2 separate regions of the Gossypium hirsutum genome follow, and region 1 is linked to region 2. Evidence: chromatin contacts called from public Hi-C data. All regions are on one chromosome and are shown on one strand. Each heading gives the region's core, a stretch centred on a gene start, on an enhancer-like site or on the middle of the called end of the contact. The rest is flanking DNA. Distances are from core to core; before and after follow the strand shown.

Evidence for each region. A called contact is a pair of places that touch in the nucleus more often than the background predicts.
Region 1: a Hi-C map of leaf shows a contact between it and region 2, with 2.2 times the contacts expected there. The contact joins the promoter of LOC107951581 here to the promoter of LOC107951569 in region 2. A contact is called at or near these places in 2 of 34 Hi-C or Micro-C datasets (both in leaf).

What each region holds. Positions count from the first base shown.
Region 1 is chrA02:10,220,803-10,223,802 of Gossypium_hirsutum_v2.1, reverse strand. LOC107951581 (mediator of RNA polymerase II transcription subunit 22b) reads right to left here and starts at 1,495. Exons shown (of 3, transcript XM_016886679.2): 1 at 1,149-1,495. The coding sequence starts at 1,295.
Region 2 is chrA02:9,854,634-9,857,355 of Gossypium_hirsutum_v2.1, reverse strand. It overlaps LOC107951569, which reads left to right and starts at 1,367. Exons shown (of 4, transcript XM_016886661.2): 1 at 1,367-1,709; 2 at 1,893-2,041. The coding sequence starts at 1,599.

The sequences.
Region 1 (3,000 bases), core at 246-2,745, 370 kb before region 2:
ACTTGGAATGGACTACAGAGAAAGCTGATTTTAGCAAACTAGGAATTTACCAAGATAACCTCAATTATAAACTCAATTAAATAACTAAACTATCAAAACACTGATTCAATAGCTACAATAGATTCTCGTATTAGACAAAAGCATTTCCAAAGAGAATAATGCTTACTCAACTGAGCTACCAACAAGCCACAAAGTAGTTCCTAGACAAAAGCAACAACTAGCAAAACAAGATTAATCAAATGCAACTAACCAATTGTTCTAATTCAGTTGAACTTTCACCAGAAAGTCACAGTCTAACAAGCCAGGTTACAAGGAACACATCAGTTCACCATGGTAGACAGAATCTGTCTAGATTTGACATCAAAATAAACGACAGCTTCCACAAATGATTAATCAAGATCTTAATGCATCAAACAAAATGATGTGCTTTTAAATGATCAACACTAGTGTTTCCCACCTTAACCCTCACTCTCCATGACCACATTCACTGCATTAGTAGTTGAAATTGTTATCACCTACTTTTTAAAGAAAAGGAAGATGGAGCAGCCAGCAAATTATATTCCCATAGGAAGGAGTTAAATGATGACCAATTTAATACCATAGAAAAAAAAATAATAGGATTATAAAAAACCTTAACACTCAGTAGAACATGCACAAGGAACAACTTCATTCCAAGGAAAAAAAATATTATAAAACCAATCTAATGACAAAATCTTTTATCCAACAGATGTTCTATAAGTGATACTTTCACCAAATTCAGGTTCAATACCCAAGGTAACCTATTTTACACTAGCTCCCCCCAGAAACCTAAATTATTTTCTTCGGGTGTTACATAAATTCATTTCCAAATATACAAGAATCATCCATATTCAACTATAACACATTGTACAACCAAAAAAAGGGATATATCTTCACAAAATGGAATTTTGTAAATGAGTAAAAGTAAAAGCTTTCCAACATTTTACAGGGCAAATAAAGTGAAAGCTTATCCTAAAAGTGAAAAGGTTCCAATTTCCCACCTCTAACTTGTAAATTCAAAATCAGAAACGAAATGAAAAACCGGTTTAGGGGAGTTTAAGAATCTTGACATCAGACTCTTTAAACTCGAAGAATTTGTAGTAATTGCTTTGAAGTAAAGAGAGATTTACCCGGGCAACATTAACAAGCTGGGTGAAGTTGTCGACGATGACGGCGATGTCGGTTTCCACTCGCTGCATCATAGTTTTCTGCTTCTGTGCCGCCGCCGCTGCAGCCGCCGCCGTCGGTCCAGTTCCCACTCCCGTTCCTTTGTTCATTGCTGTAAAAAGCACACACACACACACACACACGCACAACAGAAGAGAGCGAGATTAAAGAAGAAGAGGATGGGTTACGGGAAACAAAATTGTGCAAAGTTGGATCAAAGTAAAATATGGGAGAGTAAGGGAAATTAAGGAAATTATTTTGGGATGTAGTACTAGTATATCAAATAAAAAGTTGGAAAAGAAAAGGCCACAGCCCAACTATTGAATGTCAAGCCCAAATACAACTTACGCCTCACTAATAAATCAATTGAGCCTTTACGAAAAATACCACCCAATTTAGTTTTGGGTGACTGCAGACTAATTAATTTTTTTTACTCACAGAGGACTCAATGAGCTGCACATTTTTCATAAGGGTTCAATTGGCTTTTTGATTTTTTTTTTTGAGGTTTTTCCTTTCTTTCAAGACCTTTTATTTTCTTGAAGGCCTTTAATTAGTTTTTTTAAACACGTTCTTTGGTAAATTATTTGATATATTAGTGATGGTGTTTTTTAATTTCACAACAACAATTGATATTTAATAAATTAAAAACTAGGTTAAAATATCAAATAAGCCCTTCAAAATAATTTAAAAAATCAATTAAACGCCTCATCAAAAATTACACCCAATTAAGCCTTTAGAATTCATTTTTTATTGAAGCTCCTAACAGTCATTTACTACTGACATAGCGGGTGGTGTGGTAGTTGACATGACAAGTTAACATGAAAAATGATGATTTAGAGAGCTTAATTAAATTTTTTTATCATTTTACGAGGGTTTAATTGAATTTTTTATTATTTTACTAAGGACTTAATTAATTATTTAAGTAAAAATTATTAAAATTCCTAGAAAAATTTAATTGTTAAAATATAAGCTATAAAACTCATAAAAAATATTAGAAATTTATAAATAATTATAAAAATTATAAATGTCTTTTACCCATCTTTAAATATAAAGAGTTGTAACTTTGAACCTATGTCATTTAGAGGAAAAGCTCATTTTATTTATATCTGAAATTTTATCACACATTTAGAATGTATGCGTTCGTTTAAAAATAAAATATAATAAATAATTAAACGTATAGTTTGAAACAAATTATAATAACACATGTAATATGTATTAAATTAAAATAAAAATAGTTTAAATTGCGAGTAATAAATAGGTAAATGTTTCATGTTAAGAATATTAAATGTAGTTCAATTGTTTATCATGGTATTATAAATTTTTTTAAGTCGGTATTGAGTTAACTTGTAACACCAATTTAATAAACGACATTATCAATATATACAAATTATGTTGGTGAAACAATTTGTGTAATAATATTGAAATGTATAAAAATATCAAAATCAAATGTTAGTTGAAGTGATAAAAAAAAGATTTTATAGATATTGGTGGAATGAATTTAAATCTCAATATACGCAAATTTGTAACTAATTTCAAGTATGTAAAAGTAGTTTAATAATTTTCCAATCAAATTGGTATCCAATATGCTCACGAAACCAACTCAACCATAAATTTAAATTTTAAACTCATATTTTTAATTTTTTTATAAAAAATTATATATAAGAAACTAATTTATTTTTTAATATTATGCTTAACCTATAATAATAAAACTAAATTTAATTATTATTATCTTAATTTTTACTCTTGAAATGAAAAGTTTATAGGAACTATTTTCTAAAAATATAATTTTATTTGGATTGAGATGATTTTCAAGTT
Region 2 (2,722 bases), core at 118-2,617:
AGCTAGATATCCTAAATGTTAATTTTTAACTACTAATTTTTATATTTTATATCTCCACTCCTAATTATGAAAAGAATTATTACTAGTTGAAATCCATTAATTAATTAATTAGTGTCAGAATCCACAAAAATGATACAATTCATACTTAATGCTTAGGTGTACGACAAATATGTAACCAAATAGTCTTTCATACCGCATCAATAACATAAGTTAAAAATTATTGTTCTTCTCTTATTTATATTTTTCCACTTATAGTGGCGAGAAAAATTATTTTGACACTTCTTTTGATGATTATAATATGTTGTTGCATGTAAGGAATATAACATTTCTATTATGACAAATAAAATTTCATTAATAGCTTTACTCCATCATAAATAAGCATGAAATCAATTTGATTTTACTACCAGAGGAGTACATAAATAACATATATGTATGCTTAAAGATAAGTAGATCAATGTAAATATAATAAAAGAATAATTAATACATTTATACTTTGAATTTGATAACAATAACAAAAATATTTTTTTTAACATTAATTTATTATATTTATTCTTTTTTATGCAATACTTAAAATTATTCATTGTTTAATATATGCAATGATGTATTTTTAAAAATAATAGATTTAATAATAAATTTGACTACTAACGTTTATATATTTTGTCAAAAAAAAAGTACAAAAGTTAAAAGGCCAAAAAAAGCTCAAAAATAAAATTAGAACCATTTTGATAAAACGTATAAACGTTAATGACCAAATTTGTCATTAAATCAAAATAATATAACATGCTAAATTGATTCTACAAATATGGTTAAGGTTTCAGCGAAATAGAAACAAATTAACTAGTTGAACAAAATATTTACTTATTATTTACAATATAAAAAATAAAATTTTCAACATACAAAGAAACCAATTTTAAATTAATTACTATTACTAAATCTATTTAAATAATCAAAGCAAATTAATTGGAAGTCACTAGAAAGAGGTTACAATAATATGTAGATAATACTCAAGCAAATTTAATATAAAAATTAGATGTGTAAATTAAAACAAAATTAATGTAAGGCTATGAGATTAACTTGGACTCAAATATATATAATAAAAATATTTATCAAAGCTTTATTATTATTATTATTAAATTAGAGCTACGGTGGACATAGATTGTCAAAAATACGTTAAGTCTTTACACCATAGCACCAATAATTATTGATGATTGATAAGGAACTGATCCTTCACGTTAAATGGTGGTGTATAGTGCGACTTTTGTACTGCATTTGATTTGCTTCATAATCCTTCCCACCATACACAATACTTAAAAGCTAGTTGAGATTTAATGCTTTCACAGTTGTGCTATGTTATGAAATAAAGATAAAAAGAACAAAGAAATAAAAAGAAAACGTATGAACCATGTTTCTTCAAAAATCTATATTTATACGCCTGTAATTTACAAGATGGTTAGGCCTTGCTTATCAGTGCAAGCCCAAGATATCACACAAACAGCTACTTGTAAACAAAGGGAATCCAAAAGTCAGCCACTTGACTTGAGGAGTTGGCTACTGGCTATCATCAAAGGATATTTACAAGGCAAAGCAGTCACCTAGGAATGGATCTGTGGTTCTCATGTTTGGGGTGGGGTCTTCCCTTACCCTTCCTTTCTGACCTAACCAAACCTCATTTCTTCTCCATTCAACACCTTCAACACTCTCTCCTTCAGGTAATTTTCCTATTCTCATCCATGTTTTTTTGTTAAAAAAAAAAACACTAAAATTCCCAATCTTGTATTAGGATAGGGTTTGGGGTTTGCTTAATTTCACATTCCAGGTTCAAGAGATTGATAATCAAAGTAAAGGGTTTCAAATAATAGGCATTTTAACCCTTATTATTGTTGCATTTTTAGGTAATCAATCCTCCAAGGGCCAATTTATTTGTTTGTAAGGAGGTTTACATAAGGGTGCATGTGGGGGCTCCTAAATATTGGATTTATATGCTTTCCAGCTGCAATTTTCAAAACAACGGTGAAAAATTGTGGGATTGTCTTCCATACTGGTTATCATTTCTAAACCAATGCCTTCTAAATACTAAGTTCTTAGAGTGATTTTCGTTCCTAATTATCATGGAGCTTCTTGTTAAAGAATACAATGGAAATTCTATTGCTTAAAGTGCTTCAAAATGAATTGAAGTATCTTCCATGGCTTACCTAGCAGTTTGGAATTTTGACCTTTTTCTGGTGGACTGTCTATTTCAGTTGTTCTTTAGTACAATTTAACATGAAAGAATCCCTGGATGCTAACTTATAACAAAAAGTTCTATCAGTAGGATAATTTTAGTTACTATACAGTCAAAGTAGTGTATTCAATTGCTTGTTCTTCCTTCCTGCTGTACTTCTAAACCTAGTGGTTTTAAGGCAGCCTAAATTGAACTCTATGAAACTTAATATGATGTAGCCAGAAAAATTAGATTACTAAATACATAATCTGAATGTACAACGACTTTATATCACTTGAGGTATTTTGTGGTTTTAGTTAAATGGAGATCTAGCTGTTTTGAGTTCGCTGGGTTTTTCTGAACCTAATTGGATATAATATGTAAGATATCATAGTGCTAATTGCATATCTCGTGACATTCTTGTGCATAATTTAGCAGTATTGGTATGATTTTGAGTATGACCCTTCTCTCTAAATAGTTCCGACTTTGTTGGCTATTTTGTTTCATAGTAGTTCTCATTTC